Linked DNA regions of Drosophila melanogaster: region 1 is linked to region 2. A link is a contact called in public Hi-C data. All regions are on one chromosome and are shown on one strand. The core of a region is the stretch at or near the end of the contact, and the rest is flanking DNA. Distances in the headings are between cores, read along the strand shown.

Region 1 (6,664 bases), core at 3,400-5,899, 140 kb before region 2:
GCTATCTGAGTTTCTAACTCCTCCTGGTTTTTAACATCCAAGCCGTTAATACGAAGAATCTGATCCCCCTGTCGCAGGCGCCCATCACGATAGGCTATACTTTCCGGTTGTACACCACTGATGAACACATCCTCACTATGTTCTAAAACGTTACCTAGTATGTCACCTTTATTCGTGTCGGTACTTGATTGCTGAATTCCGGAGGAGGTAACAATGAGCCCGATTTGATTGCTGCTTGACTGTTCAACACCTTTAACAAGCGTTACTTCCTGTTGATTATAAAAAAATACTATTATTTTGAATCCCAACACACATATCTAAGCAACTGACAGTTTTAGGATCTGTTATAAATACATCGGTTTCAATAATATTTATGTAGACGGCGAGAGTAAATAAACCACTGGCGTACAAAAGGCAATCACCTTATACCTTCCAAAAATTTTTATTTATTTTATTTGATATTTTTTGCTTTCTCGAAATTTGTTTAAATATCATTGTGTGCAAATACTTAGCAAGTGACAGTGTACACACAACTCCAAAAAATTTTAATAATAAACTTTGTGAATATTAATAATAACTGTTATGCCCGTCCGACCGCTCGATCATTCAAAGTCTACAGATGGCTTGTGTTGGTATATAGTCTCTCCTCAACGAATATAACAAAACTGCAACATACATATGTATGTACATATGGAGAATATGAGCATTTAAAATTTCTGCACTTCGCAAGGGCAAGGGTTGAATGTGGGCCCGCAGCCCAAGCAAACGCTACACAAATGCTCATACAAACGCAATTTGTATTTGCATTAAATAAGCATAGAATGGGTCTTAAGTGTATAGAGAAGTCGCCATCGCACATCGCGAAGACAGACCAGAACAGTTTTGTGGTACTGCTGTAGTAATGTATGGTAAATACCTCAATGTCGATTTCCGGTTCCAGGCATTGTTCGAACAAATGGTGTTCATGCTCTATGAAGTTGTCGGTAATTGTGTTAACCAAATCGTTATCCTTTAAAACGTCCGTACCAACGACAGATTGGGTTTGAGTTTCCTTCGATGCGGCTTGTAGACTTCCCAAACGATCCTCATGACTTCTAGCCCGAAGAGTTAAAACCACAGGAGTTTTCGTCTCGATTTCTTTCAACGATGTTGAAGATGGGCAATTTATTTGTTGAGAGGCACTGGCAGCTGTGATCGTCCCTTCTGCTGACTTGTCAGTTAGGACAGAAAGTTCTCCGGGATTGTCCACTTTTGATATTTTGGCATTGGAGCCATGTTTTAATTCTAAATCTAATGCATTGTGTTTCTGTCTGCGTATTTCTACGACAAGGGTTTCTTTAGATTGAAGGAACTTTTGAACCGCTTCATACCTCGACAAATGACTAATATCGTAACCGTTTATCTGAAACAGAATATGTGCATTTTGAAACGCTAAAAAACAGATTTCACACGAATGGAACTATTTATGGTAAAACGAGAACTCGGTTCTTAGTCCTACTTTATATTGAACTTACTTTTAACACAACATATTCGTACTCCACGTCGGCAATACTCATAGTGATGCTTAAAATCCAAAACTCATATTTATTTTCATTTAATTGTATACATATTTTTTCGAAAGTGTGGCCAAACCTTTTGTTTTCATTTATATCATTTACGTATTCTTTTTGATAAAAATTGTAATCGATTCTCTTAAGTAATCGTTTAATAACTCGCAACGGAATGGAAACCGTTAACGGATTGAGAAATCATAGCAATTAAAATTATCCGCTCGTATAAACGCATATTTTCAGACTGTACCAATTTTCAATTCATATTGTTGAATATAAAGTTGAAGTTGATGTAATGAAATTGATAATATAATATAATATTTCAATGGCTTAGGCATTGATAACCACGAAAAGCGGAGGTGCCCCTTGACTAAAAAGAGTTGCTATAGAATGGTTTTTGTAACCACTATTGTTTGATACGCACCTGTCATTGAAGTTCTTGTCGTTTCGTATCAATTTTGTGCTATGTAAATGAAATGGAAATGGCCTTAGTGACTTAACTGTGTGAACACAATATAATAATTTATTTCCGATACTTTTATCTTGATCTATCGATGGATGCGTATTTCTTAAAGCATACACATATACAATTATATAGAGCTTAAATAGCCGGATCAATTCGTATTTAAGGTTGTATGATGGTTAAAACGGGAAATCGCAGTAATTTTTATTATTTAAATAGTAAATTTAAACTTCAGTAAAAATATCCTAAATAATGTGAAGTGTCAAGAGCCAGGTGGACATAGCCATATCCGTACGCCCGTTTCTCACTAAATCTTTCTAAAAGCCTTTCTGTTGCCGATACTATGCATACTACATGTATGGCAGAAAGACCTCGACAAAGGGGAACATACATACATATCTTCTTTTTTGTTAGAAAGTGTTTTATCTCGGTATTGAACAGTTTTCGACCATATGCCTTGGAAAAGTCAAATTTTTTCTGTTCGTGATCATAAATAGATATTATTCAGTATAAGCATATAAAAATCGGCTTGCCGATTTTTGTTTATTTCCTATATTATACCCATTACTTGTAAAGTAAAATCGTATATGTATTAGATTCGCTGCAATGTATGTAATTGGTAGAAGAAACCGTCTCCGATCATAGAAAGTATATGTATGTAATAGGAACGCATCGATCCCATTTTATACTCACATGTTTCCAAATGTTTACACGCTTGTTCTAACGACCACGAACCGCCCAAAAACTGCCAAAAACAATTTTAACCAAATACCTACAAATCGTTCAAAACTGTAACGCCCATATCAATTTAAACACACATAAACCCTATGTAGTATATACATACATATGTATGTGTCTAGATTAGAAAGAAACACCCATCCGAGTTGATACTTCCGTCTGCCCCTATGAATGTTGTAATGTCGGGAAGCACTCCTCTGGCTACCAAAAATTAGTAATGTAAATAAAGGAGAGGTGGGCTAATTTGATTCTAAGGTTATATATTTCTTTTTTATTGCATTTGTTTTCGGTTTGGACATCATATAGTGTCCAAATCCCGAAGTTCATTAACTAGTCTCGGAAACCTTTTTGTTCACCTGTTATGTTCTTTTTTAATTTTTAATAACCCCCTTACTTTACGAGTGAAGAGTATAAAAGAATTATAAATACTTTTTCAAGAATTCAGGTTAATATAATTATTCGATTTTATGATAGAATCTAACGTTCCGCTAACCATTTAATACAGCAAACCATATTTATTTTCAGATCAAAAATGACAACACACGATGAGGCTCAGTCATACTTCTCACGTCTTAATTCAATTTCCGAAAAAATTACCTGCGATCTCAATAAAGTTAAATCTACATACAACCAAGACGCTTGGCTTAAATTGACTTTAAACGAACAGGAAAAAATATTGAATAACCAATTAATAGATCCTGTTATATTTTCTAAGTACTGTCATAAGACTAAAGAAAACTATGCGGCACAGGATCCGTACGAAAATACTGAAGTTAGTAAAAATGATTACCGTAAATTTTGTTTCAGAGACATTGTATATTTATATAACGGCCAAGATTTACACACATATAATTATCAAAACGTTGGTTTAAAAATATTACGCGATGAAAACACCGGAGATTTTCAAGATGAACATTCGTTTCCATTTTCTTATCGAACCAAATCACAAATTAACATAGTATTAAAAGAATTTGATGATATCTGTCTTGTTGAAACTCCATTAGGCGTAAAAAAGGCCATTCATTTAAAATTGAAGACAAAAGATTCAACCAATAAAAAAATACCAATTCTCCACCTTAATTCTAATGATAAAACCGGCGTTAACACAACGGAAAGAAAGATTTCCATTCATGAAAACTTCTCAAAAACCCAAACTGTTTATATTGATGAATGTATTGAATCTAATGAGAAAATGCAACTGCTCGTTAAATGTGGATCGAAAAACAGTGTGTTAAACGACTTGTCTGATTATGAAAACGAATTTAAAGATGCACGTCAAGACGAAAATACAAAACTGTTATCCCCTGAACTAAAAATGCCTAAGGGTTTCGATTTTCTTAGCAATTGGTAAAACCTATTTAAATCTCATAGATAGTCGAAGGAGAGCCGATATTTTAGAACATAATTTCATTTGATTTCAAGGCAAAACACCAAAACATACACATTAATATTAATCGGTCGTAAGTCCAAACTTTATACATTACATTATTAAGGATTCTTTTTTAACATAGACTTAATAAAATAAGTTATGAATTTAATGGATTGCCCAAACCTGTTTCAATTCTCACTTCAATAAGGCATTCAAGCTTTAAAATTTATTAATGCATATGTTATCTCACTGTATTGTTTTAATCCCTTAAATTTCATTTGAATTGTTAGAAATGGTCGAGAGTTATATGAGTTGGAACTTGTTTGAAACAGCTCTGTTTTGAATTAATTTAAATTATATCAGCTAATTTATTTTAATCAATTAATCCTTCTGTTGTGTACCCTCTATCTGACCTCTTCGATGTGAACGGGTCACAGCACTTATTTTAGGCAGTTGTGTAAACTGGGTATTACCTAAGATTGATTAATATCGATTAGTTTAAGAAAATATCGGACATCTACCTAGAAGAGTCTGTCGTGATCCAGGCGAAGTGCGAGTGAGAGCATCGTATAGTTACTTTTTATTTAAATTGCGTGTGTTAAAATGAATTAGCACGAGTAGTGAATGTTTTTGTGTGCGTAATCTTTCGAAAACAAGCGCTTTGTCATTAAAACGAAAAGATTGCCAACAGCCCACCACGGATAGAATGTACGGAGTAATGCAGCTAAATTGAAGTAGAATAATTTTAATGTATGGTTGAAGACGTACTCAGTACGATTAAAAGCGAAACTTTCTGACATAACCTAAGTGTGCATAACCTAAATGGTCGCAAAAACCCAAGCGTTTAGTTTCGGACATACGCATGTGTGTATCAGTGCAGAATAAATTCTGTTCGCTTGTGTATCGTGCATTGGAAAAGTCTATATGTACATATGTTCCAGTCAAGAGTTGCCACGCTTTAAATCTTTTACATAATGACAAAGCAATAGGGAATTTAAATGTGTCGCATTTGCTTTGAGGTTTTCCACACCAACAGTTAAAATTTAGTAATAGTGTAATTAAAAATAAAGTAAGCATTTTGCATATTTGCATTAGTCTATACTCCACATACCTTTCCATTCCGTCTTTAAATTTTGACTAGGTGGCAATATTGCAAGCAGGAATATCTGTATGGGTTTATTTAATACACTAGTAACTGCCGTCCCCATCGTCGAACGTGCGCAGAAATTTATATTCAATTACATCGAATTATAATTATTGTTGAGTCTAATCAGTTTTCGCATTCAAGATTGTTATTAATCCCAGTTTATTTTGTGAAATATGAAAAACTATAATTGATTGTCGAATGTGTGTATGTTTTACAACACATACACACTTTGTGAACTCGTCAAAGTGGCTTGACATGCATACACACAAAAATGCACATATATTTACATATATAGAGAAAATCAACTTCTCGTTCAGTAAAGGCAAAAATTGTTGCAAATATTCGGTGAACTATTAGCGTATACACAAGTGTTCAATTTTACTATAAACGCATATTCTGGCAATAGATATTAATTTCTAATTTCTGTTTGGTAGGTTTTAGTTAGATCTCCATTTTGTGACGTTCTCAGCTTTTCGCTTGTATTTCTACACATAGGGTACAAGACACGCGAATATACTAAGTATTGTACAATGACTTCTCTACATATGCACTAGAGTACTGAAAATGTATTCATACAAATGTATATACATGTATATATCTATCGCATTAGTCTTTTTGCCAATACTTGCATATATACAGGTTGTGTAAATACATTTTAAATTCTAAGTTTATTTGAGCATAATTGCAAGTGCGAAATTAGGAAAGGGAGACATAAAATAGGGTGCTTCCGTCAATGTCTGCCTGCCCAGAGTTGACAAATTCATTTTACTTGTGTACATATGCATATGTATATTTATATACCATTACAGAGTTGTGAATTTAATTGTTTTATTTTTTGACATGCATTCGTTTTTCACACAGGAATTTGTCGTTAATGTGGGTGGGGATTCTGCCGGTTGGGCAGCAGACCTGGTAGGTCAGCGATCGCGATGCATATTTCATTTTTAAAATTCTTTATGTACATACTAAGTATACATGTTTAACTCCTGTCAAATGACTCCCACTCTTATATACCCATATGTATGTCCTCAGACTTTTTGAATCGATTATAAAGCTTAAATTTTTATGATTTCTCCTTCAGAATTTTAACTGATGTTATGCAGTTAAAAATCTGTAAAGAAGATATTGATTAAGCCTACGAAAAGCTGATCAGAATTAAAAAATTTTTTAAGAACAACGAACAATAGAAAAACTAAAAACAAACGTGCACAACGTAGGGGTCACTAGAATCTGCATGCTTATTCTCAACTGTCTAGCTTTTATGTCGAAAACGCTTCCGCTATGTAACATACTTTAGAACAAATCTGGTATACCATATACCATTTTACTCTATTAATAATGTGTATAAAGCATAAACGTATCACGGTGATTAAGTTTATTTATCCTGTGTATATACA
Region 2 (6,946 bases), core at 3,573-6,072:
AAATATTGACTTCAACCAATACTTATACTAGTTAAACTCAATGTGTAGTTAGAAATGTCAAGAAGGCCACTAATAATGGTTCAAAGCTCACTAATCAACAGAGTAATTAATTGAACTTATCGAGAGACAAACGAAAACAAGGGGAAACATCAGGCTGCATTCGCAGGGAAAAAAGCTTTTCGGATCCGCAGGCACAATACTCTTTAGCCAAAGCGAGCTGGCAGAAATCGTTTGGACCTTTATTGTCTACATTCACAGGTATTTCGTTTTGCATATAGACCCGAGACACCCTACATCAGTGTAGAGCAGCATGCGCAATTATCAGCATATGAAAAGGAGTGGGCGCAGGTGAGCTCATGGCGAGGGGCAAGTGCGAATCTGGCCTGGCTTCAAATTGATGTGGTACGGAGTACTGCTATGTGTTCTCCAAATCCGTATGTGCGCAAGAAGTGGCGGTGGAGCGGCGACTGTTTGTTGTGTCTCTGCGAGGTTCGGTCTTTCAGTTCGGGGTTTGGGGTTCGGCGTCGCGTCGGTGTTCTGTGGTTAGGTGCTATGCCTGCGGTTCGGACCTGCACGACGCCGCGCATCTGATATGGGAATCTCACACTGCGGAGTGGAGTAAATTTGTTTGGCCTTTTGGATTGTGGGCTTCGAATACCCATGCCCAAGCAAAGAAAGACTAGCCTGAGTCTGGGCTGCATACTGAGTCTGAGCCTGAGACTGAGGATCAGAGACTCGTGTGGAGCAAAGTGTGCACGTCACTAATTGCAAATTCGATGGATACACATAATCGTTTTTGCATTCTTAAGTAATTTGTAATAATTTCCTTAAGGGTCAGCGTCAGCGTATAAATCTCAGAACGCATAAGTCGCTAAAGAAAAGAGGGGGCGAAGACGAGAGGAAGCACAGAGAAGAATTTACGTAAACGCGACGATGATTCGGAGCCCAAAACGTGAGGATGTGTACGAGGACGAGGCCATGGCGAAGCCGCAGACGAAGACGATAATAATCGAAGAGCGGCGAAGAAGAAATTGAACTGAAATCAGCGCTTAATGATGAGTTACGAACGAACGAACCGTATTATACAATGCAATATGGTTATGGTCTGTGGAAGGTGAAACTCTTAAAAATCATGAGCAGCATTTGTATTTATCAGAAGCATTTAATATATGCGTGATGGACAATCTTACCTAATATCTCTACACAAGATCATATTCTTTTAAATTGTATATTATATATATTTATTTATATTTTCTGTTTTTGAACAACTTTCATGCGAGTTTTATGCCCTGATACGGTATTATCAGGAAGATATACTTGCAGAGTAAACAAAAATCCTACATTCATTAAAAACTCTCGTAACAAATTACCCTACCTGTCAGATCAGAAACAAGGCCCGAGTTGATTTAGCCAAAGACACTAGAATTATTATAATGCCTTTGATCTAGTCATGCCCGCCCAGCCATTATTAAGCTGGCAGATTCCTAAAACGTCACGCCCATACTTGTTAGTAATATTTTATTTATACATGTTACTCGATTAGCAAAAGGGTATACTAGATTCGTTCAAAGGTATAAACGTCCAGATCTTGCAGCTTGAAAGTTTGTTCAGAAGATTTATTTTTCATTTGATGTGCTAATTTTTATCAATATACAAGCAAGAAGCTTTTATGCCCACAATTTTTAGAAATGATTTAATATTTTTGTATGTTATATATTTAGCCTAAGATAAATTGATTTCAGTTTAAGGCTTGCAACCCTTCAAAGAGATATTTGCAATCTCGTAGAGTATATGGAGTAAAAGGGTATACTAGATTCGTTGAAAACTATAGAACAGGTAGAAGGAAGCGTTTCCGATCATATAAAGGATATATATTCTTGTCGAGGATCAATAGCTCAGGAACGATAAAAGCTGGAAGGTTGAGAGTAAGCGTAGAGATTCTAGAGCCATAGACGCAGCGCAAGTTGAGCCTTTGGCTTGCCAAAGCTAGATTTCTTTCTTGTTTTCAAACTAAAATACTTGTACCATGTCAATTCCTACCGTATTGCATAGAACATTTTGATTTTTTATACAAAATATTAATGTGTTCTAACATACCTTCGTTTTCCATGACCCATTCCGTCACTTTAAATACCTCGTTCAGTGCGGGTATTTCTTGATTTTCACTGCGACGCTGCAAACAGATAAATTGTTCGACTTGCAAGTGTCTTATTCCTTTCACATGCTGTACCATTTCATGGATGTTCTGAGCGGTAAAGTTGCACAGCTGACAAAGGAGCAGTTTTTTGGACGATTGCAACTGCAATTGCTGATCTTCATCCGGGCAGGCGCATTGAGGATCATCTTCAGCAGAACCCGACGACTTATTGTGCATTTCACTTTGCTGAACAATGTACAGCAAATGCTGAAATATCATTCGCATTGTGTCGTGACGCATCTGTTGTGTGTGCAGACTCAGCTTCTGGATAGAATTTGTGTGAAAGTCGCAGCAGTTGCACTTAAGTTGCACTACATTTGCGGCAAGCTGTTGCTGCTGATACTGCATTTTATACTCATTTTGGGGACCGCCCTCTCTGATGTGGTTAATAAAGTTGAGCTTCTGCAAGTGCTTGTCCGTCTTGCTGTGTAGTTGAAAATTTGCCTTGAGATTCGTCTTGTAGTTGCACAGCCGGCATATATAGTTGTTATTGTGAATAACCATTATTTCGGAGGATGCGCTGGAGGATTGTCGGGATCGATCTAGCAGCAAATGCTGGTTCAGATCGTCCAGGTTGTTCGTACTATAGCAATCGCAGACTAGACAGCTGTAGAAAGCCATGGGCCATTTATCCGTTTTTGTCAGCGGGTGAGGATCCCCTGATAATTCGCAGGACACTTCGTTCGAGTGGCTCATTCCCATTCCCATTGCCATTCCAATCCCCATGGCAGCTCCTGTTCCATGATTGAGCTTTATTGGCTTGGGAGAAAAGGAAAACTGATCAGGAGTGCTCACGGGCGAAGACGACGGCGATAGTTTGGTATTAGCTGATTGCTGATGTTGTTGCTGTTGGTGAAGTAGCTGGATCATAAGGGCCTGGTTGTAAGCGAGATCAGCCAAAGCCACCTCGGGCATAAAACTTCCGGAGCTGTGGCTAGCAATATTGCCAGTACCGCTCTGTTGTTGTTGCTGTAAGAAATTAAATGCCTGGATGTGCTTGATATTATTCTGAAGCACTGCCATGTTGTGGGTGTGCTTCTCGCTGGTCATGTGGATGCGTAGGTTGCGGGCCACGGAAGTATCATAGCTACAGATATCGCATCGAAATGAAGGCTTTGGCTTGGTACCGGCGTTGTTTGTATTACTTCCGGCATTGGCATTAGAACTATTTGCTCCAGTTACGGAAGGCGTTGCGTTTCCGCTCAGGGATGCGGTGCCGCCGACAATGTTGGATGAGCCACTGCCTGCGCCAGACCCGCTGTTGGATGGACATGCAGCAGTTACTTGGGGCGAGGAGCTGGAGAGCAGCAGTTTGCCAGTCACCGCAGCAGCAGCCGCAGCTGCAACCATATTTTGAGAGCTGTTTAGCTCCTGCATGTTGTTCAGATGTTTGTCCGATTGCATATGAATGGAAAGATTACCCTTGGTGGTCGTGGAGTAGTTACAGATTTCACAGCGATACGGTTTATAACCGCAAGAGTAGGATTCCCCCCGTGCCAGCCGAGGATGCTGTTGTCCTGTGCCATAGGAAAAGGGTTTAAATAAATTGGTAACTGATTTAAACTCTTTTAAAAATCTAAGATCGTTTTATTACAGGACTAAACCACTGTTCACATTATAAAAAGTAATAAAAACAACAATGTAACGCCATTTCGTAGTGGACGAGCAAAAAAAGACAGATGTGCCCCACTTTAAGGGTATAAAAACTACACCATATTGTGTTCAATAAACAACCGAGCAATAGAACAATGAGCAATCGAAAAAAAATAAAATATACCGGTTTTATATGTTCTATTTGCTGCAATAACCCTAAATTATATGTAGTAAAATTATGAAAAATAAATTTTTCTTGAATTTTGTATATTAAAAGACTAAGTAGTATTTTTGTAAGCTTAATGAACTTAGTACCTGCAAGGCAATAACCACAGGCACTCTCCCCATCTGGATGTTTCTCCCTCATGTGGATCTCCAATGTTTCCTGATATTTATAGTGCCAATTGCATTGGGGACATTTAAGAGTCTTGCAGGAATTGCGAGTAGACATTTGCACGCCGCTATTTAATCGAGCCGAGTTTAGAAGCATTTCACAGCTGAGGATCGAAAATATGGATAGTAATATAATAATCATTAAACAACGAAACAGAATATGTAATTTAAAATATAGTTCAGAATGGCCAAGCGATTTGATTTAATTGTATTCGATTAGTAGTTTACTATGTAGTAGTATCATTGGTGGTACCTAACAAAGTGACAGAAAAATTATAGTGATACCGAACCGACAGTTGTTCGCCTCGACCCAGGCGACACCATTAAATTGTAACAATTGGGGTCCGGACGGACAGGCGTTCAGAAACATTTATTAAGTGAAATCAGCGCAATTGGTTTAATTTTTGTTGGTTCAGCCGCCATCATAAACTTACGCCACTGCAATATTTAACTTTGCCCCTCCGTGCAGATCATATCAACATAACAAAGATTTCCCAACAAACTCTTAATTGAAATATACAGGCATATAATATATATTTATGGGACCGGAGACTAAAAGTGGTGTGGACCTTATTAACAACAACAGATTCCTCGAATAGATCCGTAATATACAATGTACTCTGCTCCATTCAACAATTTATGATGGTATATTCTTATAATCTTGTTTGCTTTCTGTTCGCATTTGTAAATATAATATTTACCCTTTTAATAAAGAAGCAACCTAAATGTTCCGCGTGATACAAATTTCCAACAACATTAAATTGTAAGAATGAAAAAAACTAGTGCACCTGTTGGTAGGGCATTTAACACTCTCCTCTCTACAAATTCACCAAAGAATATTTTCATTGGTGCTTCTTGTCAATGCCGGTTGGGATTTGGAAGCAAACGTGATTATTCAAGTGTGAAGCAATTAGTGGGATGCAACTAACCGAAGGGCTTTTTATAATCAACCCAATCGGCATTTGCGTTTTAATGAACAGCCTGTAAGCATGTCCCGCGGGCGCAACTAATCAACCCATGACGTTACTGCTGTTGGCCTAATGACTTATTGTTCAACAGTGGCAAAAAGTTTTCAGATCCAGTCACAAGTTCAAATATCCTTAATAATTCCGCATATTACGGCATTATTAATGAACGTACCCCTTTCAAAAGATCAATAATCACACCCTTCACGTGGTATGTGCGGTCCTCAAAGACAACCCTTCACCAATCACCCATTAAATGCCTGCAGCAAGGCCTATGATTGCCCATCCATAAAAACCTATCCATCCCCCGTAATAGGACTGAGACCCCAAATGCTACTGCATACTAGTTCGAACCTATTGCTTACCGCGCACAGTCTACTCCTTGGGGACGACCATTGATGTGCTCGGAACAGGCACCGATTGTAAAGCTGGATGTGGCGGTCGACGCATTTCCAACGCTGGCCACCGAGGAGGCGCTGGGTGATACGGGCAGGGCAACACTGTTGCTGCAAGGTGAGCGATGTGGGGTTTGCTGCGGCTGCGACTGAATTTGCAGCTGGGGAAGAGATTGAGAAAACTGGTGATGTGAAGAGGACGGCGACTTTGACCGCTGCTGGATGTCAAGGAGTTCGCAGGTTTTGCAGTCCACACCATTAAGGTCGGGGTGATCGGGACATGGGCTTGGAAATAAGGAACTCTGATGTTGCTGCAGCTGCTGTTGAAGGAACTCTGTGATCAGCTTAACCCGGTTGTCATTCGATTCGTTGGCGGCCAGCGCAGCTAAAGATGCATGGAAGGAACTGACTTGAGGAGTATATGCACCACCTGTTGTCATGTGCTGCATTTGCAAAAACCCTGAGCATGGAACATCCGAATCATTTGTTTGAGGTGATGTGGACATAGAGCCAATTTTCATTTCCACCTCTGACGAAGACGACGAGGGTGGCTCTGTTTCTTGGTTGCAATGTGTTGACTTATGGTTACTTATATTATCAGTACTGGGTGATAAGACCTCCCCGGATGCGTATGTCGATGGTGGTGAACTGGTTGAGGAAACTTTTGATAGGTTATTAGTCTTTGCTGTTGCTGAGTTTAAGGAACCAAATTTCACAGTTAATTTTCCCGCTACTTTGGGCGATGATAATGGGATATATGCACTAGGTGCCGCCATTTTACTACTACTAGTGTGCTGATCTGATTCAGGCTCTTGCTCCCGGTCCTGGTTCAGGAGCCGATTCTGCTCAGTCTCTTGCTTATTTTCGGGCTCGAGTTCAGAGACATTCCTGAAAACTGGCTGCGGAGACGAAGGCAGAGTGGCGTCACTGCCCTCAGTTGCTGTTTGAAGCTTCTCTGTATCATTGGTATCAGCAGAGGCGTCATTATTAGCCAATGGCTGTAGAAAGGATATCTGTGGCTTTTCATCCATATTTCTCTGTATAATGGCACTGGAGTACTCGCGATTAAGTAGCTGCTGGTCAAGCTCTTCCAAATTGAGTCGGTGTTCAGTGTTTGCATGCAAGCTAAAGGACTTAACGTTGCCGAAAGACAACTTGCATATAAAACACATTAAAATTGGTTTCTGGATTTTAAATGCTCTGATTTGATCCTGACAAGTTGAGTTAGCATCTTGCGCGGACACTACACGAAAAGAATGGATTTTCGGACTTGATTTGTAGCAAGCGCTTCCTAAGGATTCGACTCCAGGACGATTGTCCACAGCTTCCTCCTGCCTCTTGTTATCGCTTTGCTCTCGATGATACTGGGACGGGTGTTCTATATCTTTCTCTTCCTGCCCTCG

The links. Hi-C and Micro-C count contacts between places; a contact is called where the count stands out from the background.
Region 1: a Hi-C map of the Kc167 cell line shows a contact between it and region 2, with 2.4 times the contacts expected there. The contact joins the promoter of gw here to the enhancer-like site in region 2. A contact is called at or near these places in 6 of 107 Hi-C or Micro-C datasets (the D17-c3 cell line, the Kc167 cell line, the S2 cell line and 1 more).

What each region holds. Positions count from the first base shown.
Region 1 is chr4:658,593-665,256 of dm6, reverse strand. It overlaps gw (gawky), which reads left to right and starts at 4,649. Exons shown (of 10, transcript NM_001014691.3): 1 at 4,649-4,828. CG46466 reads left to right here and starts at 2,133. Exons shown (of 2, transcript NM_001382171.1): 1 at 2,133-2,304; 2 at 3,277-4,248. The coding sequence starts at 3,284. The coding sequence ends at 4,102. Slip1 (SLo interacting protein 1) reads right to left here and starts at 1,636. Exons shown (of 6, transcript NM_143676.2): 1 at 1,515-1,636; 2 at 917-1,402; 3 at 1-269. The coding sequence starts at 1,556.
Region 2 is chr4:521,672-528,617 of dm6, reverse strand. zfh2 (Zn finger homeodomain 2) reads right to left here. Exons shown (of 14, transcript NM_001258496.3): 4 at 5,514-6,946; 5 at 4,106-4,287; 6 at 2,098-3,714. Among named protein-coding and RNA genes, the nearest start is that of zfh2, 23 kb to the right of the region's middle. Within about 2 kb of position 4,822, at least 17 of the 39 cell types and tissues checked have an H3K27ac peak or open chromatin away from gene starts, as enhancers often do. A contact at or near this core is called in the Kc167 cell line, where this site is marked.